2 separate regions of the Oryctolagus cuniculus genome follow, and region 1 is linked to region 2. A link is a contact called in public Micro-C data. All regions are on one chromosome and are shown on one strand. Each heading gives the region's core, a stretch centred on a gene start, on an enhancer-like site or on the middle of the called end of the contact. The rest is flanking DNA. Distances are from core to core; before and after follow the strand shown.

What was found. A called contact is a pair of places that touch in the nucleus more often than the background predicts.
Region 1: a contact with region 2 is called in a Micro-C map of ear pinna, with 3 times the contacts expected there. The contact joins the enhancer-like site here to the promoter of TCF4 in region 2. A contact is called at or near these places in 2 of 6 Hi-C or Micro-C datasets (ear pinna and embryonic fibroblasts).

What each region holds. Positions count from the first base shown.
Region 1 is chr10:22,897,512-22,904,201 of mOryCun1.1, reverse strand. The region is part of intron 4 of TCF4 (transcription factor 4); the gene reads right to left. Among named protein-coding and RNA genes, the nearest start is that of TCF4, 200 kb to the right of the region's middle. Within about 2 kb of position 1,856, at least 2 of the 8 cell types and tissues checked have an H3K27ac peak or open chromatin away from gene starts, as enhancers often do. A contact at or near this core is called in ear pinna, where this site is marked.
Region 2 is chr10:22,698,318-22,704,996 of mOryCun1.1, reverse strand. It overlaps TCF4 (transcription factor 4), which reads right to left and starts at 3,467. Exons shown (of 19, transcript XM_051851926.2): 1 at 2,899-3,467.

The sequences.
Region 1 (6,690 bases), core at 607-3,106, 200 kb before region 2:
TCTGAACCCAAGTTCACATTCTACCAGTAGACTCAGCAGCACAAGTATCCAGGGATATGAAAACGTCTTGTTCCAATTCTGACAACCTAATTTTTATCTGTAGACTTCTCCACAGAGATGTATAGAGCCTCAAATGCTATTGGGCCATATCAAAGGATAAAATCAAGAATGCACATTAGTTTCTTTTGAAAGTATACTTAGCCTGAAAAAACGGCAGGATAGATAATGAAATCGCATTATAAGACATCTAAGCAGTAGAATACAACTAACAACAGGAAAAGTCATCACAGAAAATTGTCTGTACCAGGACTTAAAAGGGGGTAGTGAGGCAGTCAAGTGCCCAGGATCCTACCCCACTCAAGACTGAAGGACGCTTCTTTCTTCTAGAGTAGAGCTACATGGCACTATTCTTTTCCCACTGGGAAAATTCAAAACTTGTATTTGGAGGGACTGAACGGACAACCTTCTAGAGTTTACAGCCCCCAAGTTTTCCTCTCTCAACCCAAGTGAACACAAATGCTAAAAGTAACAGTAGTCTTTTCATCTTTCAGTCAACTATCAGAACGTGCCTTCCTTCTACTACACAAAGAGTGGATCTGATAAATTCAATCCACATGGAAGGTGATTTGCAAAGAAAGCCAACCTGAGTCTTAAGAATTAACCCTCCCTTGTCCAATATTAACTTTTCTACTGATTTCAATGAATTGCAAACTTAGGAAAACATCCCCTCAACCCCACTTCTGGTCTAGTGTTCAGTGCAAAGTATAAAATCAATGCTCATATCAGTTTCAATTCCAGCGAAATAAGATACCATCCCCCAGACTGCCTGTCCTGAGAGATTTAAGAGAGTAAGTTTCATTGTATGGGGCTTTCACATTGAAGCAAAAATGCACTTTCCTGTACAAGCAGAGTAAATGATCATACATAGTCACTCATTGTGTAAGTCAAATTGAAGCTGCTTACACCCTTTAGCTTGTCTTCATAAATGTTACTAACAAATAGTTTTGTGCATTGTATCAAAGGACACGTGTCCTTCTTTAACCTCTTGCATCTAAAAAATCCTCTATGCAACCACTGCATAATTCACTGTGACATAATATTCACTTGTTCGGCAACAGGCAGACAGGTAGATGGGCAGGCAGACAGGTAGAAAGGCAGCAAAACAGAAAGATAAATACAATAGAATCTGCTCTGACTTCAAAGGAAACTGAAGATCATACGTCCTGGTTTTGTAATTTCTAAACACTGAACTGTAAAATACAACAGGAGTAAGAAAGACCACCTACTTTTTTTCCTCTAAAAGGAATTACCCAAGTGACCCCCTGCAGAATTTCACCAGCCAGCATCATTTCCTAATTCTACTCCAGGACACAGAGCTGGAAAGGAGCATTTTCCTACCAGGATCTGCCTCACTTCACACCCAGAAGTTGGGGTGATTCTTTCCATTATTTTAAAGCTAGAGGAGCAATGCAAATGAGAAGATTTCAAAAAGACAGTGGAATAGGTGGGAGAGAAAGAAAGAAAGAGGAAGAGCAGGAAGGGAAGACCATGGGGCTGGGGGGCGGCGGCGGCAGGGGGTGGTTTGGAAGTGAGACAACGAAGAGGGTGCAGGGAGAAGATTCTGAAACCCTGGTGCACAGAGTCCCCCAAGTACTCTTTACTATCATATCAGATACAGACTGCTTAATCTTAATTTTGCTTGTTAAAAAATATTTATCCAGATACAAAAATAAACCCACTGCAAATTACAAGTTGTCAGGGTTAAAAATCTACTCCTGTTTGTGTGGGGGAGGATAAGAGACCAGCATAGACATGAATCATTCTCAGTAATTTGAGTGTTTCCATGACATCAATGGGCACCCGTCCAGGACTCTGTCGAAGTCTGCGAGGTACCAAAGAGGCAGCGCAGCCAGCAGGAGGCTGGGAGGTGGCCCTGCCTTTTTTTTTTTTTTTTTTTTGAAGGATTATGCTCCTTGTGAAGATTTCATCTGTAGCATCCACTTTTACCATCAAATAGATCGCTCCAGAGATCAGGAGCAAACACATTTCATTCTGATTGTGTAAGCCTTTAACTTTATTACATCTTTTTGTTCCCAAATTCAACTATAAATCTGCCCTCGGAGCCCAAACCCCTGTTTGGGAGCAAAATAAGCAGGGATTGTGGATAAAACCCAAGCACCTTCCCCAACAGAAGAGAGCAACTCCGATCATCTCCCAAGGATAAAAAGCAGCCATTTTAAAATGACACCTCCGTTTCTGGGGGGAAAAAAAAAAAAAAAAAAAAAACCTGTACCTTTTGTGTAAATTGTCCATTAAAAATTAGCTATGGTCTTGATGTTGACTTTCTGCTTAAAATTCACTGGAACATTTGTTTCAGATAACAAAATTTCCAAAAGCACTAATGACACTGTTGAGGGGGACTCTTTAAGTACCTATGTGAGCTGATGAACACAAAAGCTCCTAAATATGTATGTTTGCTCTATGCTAGGCATGGAATTCTGTCACTTACACCAAGGGGCTGGTGCCAACAGCTTCATTCCTCCTTTCTCCATTCTTCACCCCCCCCCCCACCTCCACCAGCCCCACAACCACAACAGAGCTTCGAAAGAGCTAAGGTTCTATTTTTCCAATATTTTAAAGACATAGCGGTGATGAACAAACCCTGCGCGCTCACTGCAGAATTTTCGAGACAACCCTCCAGTACTAGAATGCGACAGCCGCTGCGGATATTTTTTGGCACAAAGACAATGGTGGCAGTGCCAAGCCCCATGGCTAAAACTACTCAAAAGAGGCATAAGGGTAGCATTAATCGCTCAAATCTTTTACTGCATGGAGTACTGTTGTCCATATTTTAAAAACTAAAAGTACCCGTTAGTAACATTTGCTGTATGCTCATAAAAGGGTGCATGTGTAGTTGGGGGGGGGGTGGCTCCTGAAATATAAACCATAAATAAATCTTGTCAGGGATTTGATTCATTTTTATACCTAAAAGGACCAAATGTTAAATTTTGCTGCTGGTGATGCTCTCCGTGCATGAAACGAATGGTATGACCTAACCAGAGCACTGGGGGCTGAACAAAAGCGAGAGAAGATTTCATAAACTAAGGTGACATATTGGCTAAACAAATTTCTTCTGCAAAAATGATGTGTGTGAGGAACATGGGATACCACACCACAGTTTTTTCGACGAAATGAGAAGAATGCAGAAAATGAACAGACACAACATCCGTCAATCAATCAATCCTGCTGGAGACAAAGGAGGTCAACCGGCAGCCTCCTCTAGAACAAGTCCGAGTCGACAGTGAGCAAACAATCCAGAAAGGCAACACGTGTGCTGTCCCAACTGAGCCCATCCCGCTGCTAAAACCTGCATGCGAATCTGATTATTAGGAAGGGCCAAATGGCAGGAATAAAGGACTCTCTTGCTTCTGCTGTTGCCCCTGAATAACTGTTCGAAGCAGAAAATACAAGCAACTTTCTCCTTTTTTCCAAACACAGATACTTCTGCTGATCTATTTAATAAGCTTTTATCTTGCTGTCCCAAGAAGGAGATGAAAAAACTGTGTTCTTTTTTTTTAACTTGGGAGCACTATGTATAACAAATGTCTACAGAATTCAGGTTTTATTGCTTTTTTATTTTTTGTATTATATTTGCTATTTGACTTCCGATTTTTCTTCCAACATACCCATGGTTTCCTATTGTAAGGGAATTGGACAACAATGAAAATATTACATGAAGGGGAAAAATGGTCTCATAAATCCACTCCATGCACAGGGCTGCTTCCAGGAGCATCCTCTTTGGTAGATTAGCGCACCTGGACACATGCGACTGCTCCAAGCCCCGTGGACAAAACTAGAGACAGAGAAGTACAACTTGTCAATAAAATAATTTCTGGAGATAATCTGGGACACAGACAATCCTTCTGGTGGTTGGCCAGTGGGATAATAACAGGTCATGTTTGGGTTTGCATCCTGTCGTTAGTAAAAGGCCACTTTTTTTTAAAAAAAAGATCTATAAATGCTAAGTGCTTCTCCCACTACTGAAACCGAAGCACCTGTGTGGTGGAACACATCATCCTGTGACAACCCTTGATGAAAGTTATCTGATGCTGCAGGACAATACTAAGCAAGGCTGTTTCACTGTTAGTCCTCATTCTGGGGACTGAAGAATGAGCCTTTTGTTCCCCAGCATCAGACTACAGAACTCATCATAAACATGCTTGACTCAGAATAAATTTCTGTCCCTGGCCCCAGCCCTCACCCATTTCCAGTTACCCGATGATTTTTTTTTTCCAAAAAGTACATTGAAAGGGCTACTTCATTAAACAATGACTGGAATTTTCAGTGGTTCAGAAAATATACATGCTCTTATTATTTATAGTCCTTTAATTTTTTCCATGTCTGCCTTTCCTGCTATACTCAAATAAGAGCAGCTGACTCCTTATCTTTTATCAGCCACAACCCAAAGGGTTCCATGAAAATTGACTCATTCGGTCTGCACAACAACCCTAGTGCCACAACTCCATTTTACAGATGAGGAAACTAAGGTATAAACTGCCCAAGGCCACACAGATATAGGGGCAAACCCTGGCAAGTGTGTTTCCCGAGGCTGTGGTCTTAGCACTATGCTATGTTGCTCGTGTATAAACTCTGAAAAGAATGTATAAATAAATGAAGAGGCCCAATACCAAAGTCTCTCAAATCCCAGAGCTCAAAACACTCATGAATTTGATATGAAATTAATGAAAGTGTCTTATAGGCGGTGATAATTTACATTTACATGGTGTTTTATTCTTAAAAGGTCTCTGGGTACTTTATGGCTGTACAAATGATATACACAGAATCTGTGACGTCTCACAATTAACTGCTACCATCTCCACGTTAACTCGAAGCAACTAATTAACAAAAACATGGCAGAAAACTGAGTTTCTACACATTCCCTATGTGAGGACTCTGACTTCCTAGTAAAATATATGGAGAAAAGCAAAAGTAAGAATATAATTCTAATAAAGGGCAATCCTGCATCACAAATAAGTGTCTTCTATGGAATAGCAATCCCATAACCAGCTCCAAAAAACCAAAAAGGAGACTAATTAAAGGGATCTGGGAAATGTTAAAAGCTATCCAAAACCTTCCCTTAGAAATTTACATCATATCTTAGTGCGCTGAAGGCTCTGAGAAGTCCTGCAGTGAAGACACTTGATTTAGTTAAAACAATGTTTCCCAAACGTATTTGAATGCAAATCCTGGCCCACATCCTTTTTAAATCAAGTAATGCAAATCCTGATGAACTTTAGGAACTACTGTTATTTAAACAAACAAACAAACAAACAAAAAACCTTCACAGGAAGAATTCACTGTGCTGATCTATGTTTGTGATTTTCTAACATAAGCTCAAATTTTGAATTTTATTTAAACTGATAGAAAATCATTTTTGACTATTTATTTGGCAACGTTCCCACTGGCTTAAATTTCTCATTGGGATCTGTGGACATGCAGGAATACCCTTACACTTCTGACTAGCTGTCGACTGTAATTACCTTGCTCCCATCCTGGAGATAAGAGTGTGAGTTTGCAACAAATTAGAAGTTGACATTATGCTCCCAGTTCCTAGAATTTCAGAAGAGTGCTGGATCTCTCCTACAGTATTACTATAGCAGGACAATTCTGTCTGTTACTAGTCATTTAAAAATAAAAATTTAAAATAAATTTCACACTACAAGAACTATGCCTCAATCCCAACAAACATGCTAGCTACCCCACAGCCCAGGAAATCCTTGTCTTCCTCTTCTTTCTAAAATCAGAATAGAAGGCCAGGTGAGGGAAGGGTGACTACACTTAGCGTGTATGTAACAAGGAATAATGGGAAATGGGAAGTCGGCCATTTTTTCTGGTAAAGACTGGCATTAACCCTATCACTGGTGTCCTTTTAGTCATCAAAACAGGACAGTCAGTCATGGTCTAGCTCTGATTCTGCTGGAAACCATGAGTTTCGGCTGCACTTCCTCACTGAGTCACAGCAGCTTGTCTAGGCGCTGCCCTGCCTTCAAGAGAGCGTGCGCACTGCAGTCCCACATGTGTTGAGCGGCTTGAGTCACCACCAGAACTCTTCACTTGAGGGCACTGCCCATGGATCAGAATCTACATTCACTAAAGCATTATATAGCATGAAAAGTAATTTAATTTATGTAAGAACACACCCCAGGAACTCATTAAGTGGGCACTTTAGTCCTTGTGATAACCAAGTCAGTAAAATTAAGAAGGGGTAACCAGCTTATTCAGTTGAAGAAGTCATACAGATACTGAGATAAAACTAGAACATAAACTCCCAATTCCAGTATCAAAGCCTTTTTCTACAATATGTTGCTTCTTTTTGGAGTATTCCAGTTATATTTTTACTTTGTACTGTAATAACAAACATTATTCCACTCATCTTCTTACTACCACAACTCTCTCCTTGAACAATTTTAACTCAATTCATAATGTCAAAGATGGAAGAAAATGTCTGAACCAATTTGCAGTGAACATCCTCTGGTATGTCAAAAATGACGTTCTCCATGCAGAATAAAAACACAGCCTTAGATACGTGCATGTACCCCAGACAACAATGGCCAAACAAACAAACAAACAAAACCACCAAACCCTCACTCAGAGTCATGCTTAGGAGAAGTACATGTATTATCAAATTAA
Region 2 (6,679 bases), core at 2,218-4,717:
GTGTTTTGTGCATTCTCTGTATTTTGCTTCACAAATGCATCTTCCATCAAACTCATCTGGCATGAAACGTGAACTAACTCCCCTGCCGTGCTGGAGACTGGGTTTGGGAAAGGGGAGCAAAGGGATGGAGAAGGACCAGAGTCCGGTCGTGACACTCCACAAGTGTGCAGGTCCGCTTTGTGCTGACCTCCAGGCTAGGAAATTGGCAAGAACAGTCCAAAGGCTTCTACAGAAGGTCAGCTCAGCAGATCCAATGGAGTTTTCAGAATCCCAGGGAGAGGAGTTAGGAGGACTACACACAGTCCCTACTCACCCCAAGGCACCATCAGTTAAAACTTTAAACAGACAACTGAGGCTCCTGTTTTCCACTTCCAGAAAATAATAAAACAACTAGTAGTACGCAAAGTACTGGTATGCTCAGAGTTCAGATACGGCCAAGTTTTAGGGGTGTCTGGTTTTTCCTTTCCACTGGGGTGAGACTCCATTATTTTGGGCCATCAGTGGGTAGGGAATTCAAGGCAGGTAATTAAAGACTGGGGGGGGGGGGGGGAGCCTGAATCTTGAATCACACCCAAAAAATTTAGTTAAAAACTTGTCAAAAGACCTTCGTATTTACCAAGGATTCAGTCCATTAAAAATTACACTGTCCTTTAGACGACTACTGGTTTCTAGCTGAAGTGTTTGGGTGTTTTGAGTTTCCACCAATCTTTCTTACCGCACTGAAATCCAGTAAATCACTCAGCTCTTTGTCCGTCCCTAAGGCAGCCATTCGCTGTTGGTGATGCATTTTAGCAAAATCACACAAACCTAGAAACATGGAAATAACCGCAATCAGAAAATCCAGTCCCAATCCTTGGAGAAAACACAATCGGATTTTTGGAGACTGGGGTGTGGGGGGTGGGAGATGTAGGGGCGGGTGGGATTAAGGTGGTGGGAGGGGGGAGGGATGGGAGAGTTGTTGCTGGGTTTTGTTTTTGTTTTAAGATGGAACAGGCAGCAATAGCAAAAAAAAAAAAAAAAAAAAAGCGATACTGTATTTCCAAAGAGACGATCAAACTGGTAACATCCACTAGAAAACCAAATCCAGGAAGGGAAAAAAAAAAAAAAAAAAAAAGAAAGAAAGAAAGAAAAGAAAGAAAGCCGCTCGTGAGCGCATCCTTTTATGCAACAGGAGGTAGAGCGAGAAATGAATGGATCCCAGAGCAAAGAGAAACTACTCGGGACGGCCCGGGCTCAACTTTCCCCCACCCGCACCCCACCCCCCGGCACTGCTGGCGCTCGCACCCCGCGCGCCGCTCCCCTGCGCGTCTCCAAGTCGCTCCGAAGAAATTGCGGACGAGCGTCCCCGCGGGGCGAGCACGTCCCCAGGGGGAGGGGTGACAGGGCCGGCGGCGGGGGCGGGCGGAGCGCAGGCTCGGGTCCCCCCCGTCGTCCAGCACCCTCATTTGTGAAAGAAAGGGCTGTAAAAAATTAAAGTCAGGCCCTTGGCAAAGTCCTCGGCCCCCCGCGAGTGGGCACCGCCGGGGAGGGGGGCGGGGGCGGCGGCGCGGGGGCGGGAGGGGAAGGGGAGTCTCTGCCCGGCGCGCCGGGAGCCGGGCGCCCGCGGCGCGGGAGGCGCGGAGCCGCGTGGGGGCCGCCGAGCCCGCGCCCGAGCCCCGCGCCGCCCCGGGCATCCGCCCGCCGAGCCCGGCCGGCGCCCGTACCTACCGGCCGCGCGCGAGAAGGGGCTCCCGGTGCACCGCCGGCGCCGCGGCGGCGTTCATGTCTGAGCCCGCCCGGCCGCTGCGCCCGCTCGCCGGCTCCCGCGCCTCCGCCGCCGCCGCCACTACCGATCCGCGCGCGCACAGCCAAGATCCCTGACTCTTAACACCAACTCTCTTCTCCGGGGAGGGGAGGGGACGAGCGCAGGGGGGGAGGGGGAAACACGCCGAGGCGCACGGAATTGCAAGTTCAGCAAAGAAATGGGTGGGGGGGCTCCGGCGGGGCGACGCGGGCTCGCTCGGGGTCCGGACGCGGCCCCCCACCCCCGGGGCCGGGGGGCGGCTCAGCGCCTCCCCCGCCTCGCCAAAAAACACGAACGAAAATTCGCGGAGCACCTCATTTTTCGGTTACGGTCTGCAGCCTGCCCAGGTCGGCGCTGGCCCGTTCCATCCCTCGGAGCCACTTTGAAATGTGTTCGAGTTCACATCCCGCCCTCGCCCCCACTCCCGTCCCCTCGCGCTCGCACGGCCACACACGGCAAAGCAAGTTTATACCAGGCTGCGATACACGTGATGCGAAAAGACTTTGCCAAGAGCAACCGTATTTTCCCTTTCCACAGAGAAACCCAGCCGCATTTGGCCGGGGAGACCTCCGTCCGGGTAGTTCTGCGTCGGGGGCGAGCCCTGCATTGCCCACTCTATTCCCCCTCCCTTTGGACTCACAGAATAGTACGGCTAAAAACTTCGCAAGAAGAGGAAAAAAAAAAAAAGGCAATTTGGGGGGATGGATGTTGTTTTGTTTTCACACTTGAGTTCCTAGGCACGCGAAGTCCCCATTCGCCCGCGCTGTTTTTTAATTCCACATTTCACATCATAGGCCCTGCATGCTCCTAAAACATACTTTTCCACATCACTTTTCAGGATAAAAATCCAGCTTCACCGTCCTATCGTCTGGTAGTAACAAGCGTGCTTTATCCAGCCTAGGCAACATAGTTATTCCAACGTGTGCTAGCACACTCCACACACCCTGGAATCGCTAGAGGAGCGAGCACACACACAAGATGCATGCACACACTTTTTCCCACTGGCGATTATTCCATAGGTTGTTCCTTTTGTTTTCATAAAACACTGGGATCGACATTTTAAAAATTCAATTCAATTACAAACAGTTTACTCTGACAGCAAATAGTAACGTTACCTTAAGTGGCCACAAATATGTTCACAATATTCCAAGGAAAAAGACTTTAAAAAGAGAGACAAAAATCTTCTGCAAGTACTTAGTATCTCACATGTGTATCCCCCAAAAAAGTATTTTAACTGGTACTCAGTCCTGCTCCAGGGATATCCACAGATTACAGGATCATGCACCTGGCTCTGCTTTTTGCATTTTCCACCATAAAACTGCAACAAAATGCCCTCCCCAAAAAAAGAATTCATTAAAAAAAATCCAACAACTTTTTCTTATGGTTTATAAAAAAAAATCAACACTGGGTAGTTAGAATTGTTCCTCAAACAAATCTCGTTGGTGGGTGTTTTTTCTTCTCCTCTTAGAAAGTCTTAAACTTGCTCCAAGTTTAGAGGTGTCTCATCATCATCCTCCTCCTCCTCCTCATCACCATTGACTCCCCCGTGGAGTCACATTGATAATAATAGGTTTCCCTGAAAGATACATTGTAATCCATTCACATCCGGGCACTGCGGGCTTATAAAGAGAAGGCGCTGCGGCCGCGGCTGCTCCTCCAGACAATGACTGGGGAGGGGCGGGGCGGGAGCGGGCGACCATAGAGTGGTAAACAGATGGCCTAGAGAGGCCGCCAAGATGGCGGCGCGCGCCGGCCACGCCTCCTCCGGGAGCGCCGGCGGGCGACGGGGTCCGTCGCGCGTGGAGCGGCGCAGAGAGTGCTCGGTGCCGGCGTCGACGGCCGGCCTGGCCCTCCTGCGCGCGCTTCGTGCTGCTCCGGTTCCTTGGCCGTCCCTGCTCTTTGACACGAAAGTGTAGTTCCTGAATAAATACACGAATTAAACTCCACAGACTTAACGCGGGGGAATCAAATCCCCCGACCCCCCCCAACCTGAGGAAGGCTCGGAAGAGGCCGCGGCGGCCTCCCCAACCGCAAACCCGAGCCCGGGATCTTCTGCGGTGTGGAGCGGGTTCCGTGGCGAGGCTCGAGCGGCAAGGGGTCCCTCCCGGCCGCCGCCGCCCCCGCCCCCACTTTCTATAGGCGTGAGAACTTGGTCAGTCCGGGAAGTGGTCACTTGGAGAAGACATTGATTGATTGCTTTGTACACTCAGATCGACTTTATACCACAAGGCATGACTGACTCAACTGACAGTTCTGGCCAAGCAGTTACCTTCTGGAGGTTGTTTTCTGGTCAGACGCAAATAGCAAAGCCCACTTTACGAATTTTGCACAGGACGTGGATAACGCTGGAATCACTTCAGTATTTACAGGCATACCCTGCGGCGCAGTGGTTAAGCCACTGCCGGCGACGTGGACATCCCATTTCAGAGCACTTCCCAACACTGGCTGCTCCACTTCCGACCCAGCTCCCTGCTGAGGCTCCTGGGAAAGCAGCCAAGATGGTCCAGAGACCCAGATGGAGTTGCTGGTTGCTGGTTTGGGCTTGTCCTGCCCCTTCCGTTGGGGCCCTGTAGGGAGTGAACCACAGCTGGGCTCACGCTCTCTGTCGAGGAAATAAGCAAACCTTGAACACCAAAACAAAAGGCCGTGGTTGTGGGGCAGTGGGTTAAGCTACCACTTCTAATACAGCTCCTTACTAATGCTCCTGGGAAGGCAGCCACAGAAGACTCAACTACTTGGGCCCCAATAGCAATGTGGGAAACTGGGATGGAGGGCCAGGCTTCTATCTTGGGTTGTCCCAAACCCATCCTTTGAAGCCATTCGTGGAGTGAACCAGCCGGTGGAAGATATTTGTGTCTCCTTGACTTTCTAACTCTGCTTTTCAAATAAATAAATCTTTAAAAATAAAAAAATAAAACTTTAAAACTTGCCACTTACTAAAAAATAGATTTCTTTCCATCTCTAACAGTTTGATGAACTAATATCTCTAATCTAGCCAACAGAACTTTAAATGGAGGATTCCTTATTTTAATAGAACAGTCTTTACGTCTCCCAACAGGAAAAAGCCAGTGATAACAAGTAACAGAGAGTGTGTTTCATGTGTGCCAAACATTGTGCTAAGAATTTCATAAATATTGGCCATTTTAATCCTGAGAATGACTCTGTGAAGGGGGTAACTACTCTCTTAACATTAAGAAAAACAGAACCAAGTAAAATGGAGTAGCTTGACCCAAGGCAGCAGTTTAGTAACTGAGACAAACTTGCTGAAGTCACAACCATCACTATTATGAAGGAGCCCATCTCTGAAACCAGGCAGTCTGTCATCAGAGTCCACTTTAACTTCCACGTTCCTTCATGCCATCTGTCAATGGGAACATCCTAATCTCCAATTATGTCAAAAATGTGTGGCAATAACAGTTGAGATCAATTTTCAGGATCTTTTCTTTATGTGTAAGTTTTTACAGAAAAAGAATTAGGGCATTTGCAGATTGTTTTCCTCTCCATTCACACGTTGTGAAGATTCCATGTTCTCATCTTAAAATAGTATTTTACATTTAGGTACCACTTGACTCCGTGTTATCACAAGCATTATCTGTGGTTCTCCACATAAAACCTCTCTGCAGACCCTACTAAAATGATGTGATGAAAAGATCACAAATGTTGGCTTGAGAGAAAAGTTCCCTTGGCTCTACCTCTAATCAGCTCTGTGACCTAAGGCTCAATGTCAATGACTTTTGCTGTAAAATGCAGAGTATAGATTAGATAATCCCATGAAGTCCCTTTTCACTTTTAGGTTTTTAAGATTCCCCCTTCCTCTGAATTTCAAAGGCAATAAATGATTCTACAGAGAAATCAGTGGTAGGATCAGGTTTTGGGTCTAAGGATTCCCAATTACCAGTCTAGTAACTTTTTACTCAATGACTGATTTTTTGACCCCACAATCAGCCATGTAACTACACTTCTCTTTTAAATTAAGGAATAAATGTGGGCTTTGTTCTTTTCTTGAGCTGTCAGAGAATAGATACTTTCTAATATACATGTGGGGACTGGAGGCTTTTTAGAGAGCCTTAAAAGGACCCTGTGAAATTTAAATTAAAAAAAAAAAGTACCAGATATGTTTTGGAGTGCCTTGTTTCATCTACAGATTCCCCTGCCTTGTAACCTGCCTGGATGCTGACAGAGAGGTATGCCCCAGTCAGCTGGGGCTGCTGTAACAGAACACCATACACTGGGTGACTGAAAGAGCAGACATTTGTTTTCATAGTCCTGGAGGCTGGGGAGTCTGAGATCAAAGGCTGGTGTGGTTGGGTTCTGGGAAGTACTCTCTTCTTGACTTGCATTTGACTGACTTCTCACTTTATCTTCACATGGGAGAAACAGAGAGCACTCAGGTCTCTCATCTTGTAAGAATATTAATGTCATCATGGGGGCTTCACCCTCATGACTTCATCTCAAACCAACTTCCTCCCAGAGACCCCATTTCCTGCTACCAGGAAGTTAGGGCTTCAGCATATGAATGGGGGCACGGAGGAGGGCCCTAACACTTAGTCCATAGCAAGGTAGAACTTGATGTGTTGCCGCACATCTCCTTCCTATCCTGCCTTCCAGCCCCAGCAGATTGGACCACAGGAGTGATAAGAGGAAGAGATGGACATTGGTCTATGGTGAGTGATGGATTGGACATGTCTTGGAATCAGGTGGCCGATGCCAGTGCCAGGAAGCCACACCATGTGACAGCCACGGCTATTAGGGAAACAAGAACTATGAGTAAGCAGAGGAAACTGCTCTTCAGATAAGAGAGAAGGTCTTGGGAGTTGGAGAACAGCAAGCAAACAAGTTCTAGGAAGAAATGCCTGCAGATATTTTCCCAATTACTGTGAGCCAGCTAGCTCCTGC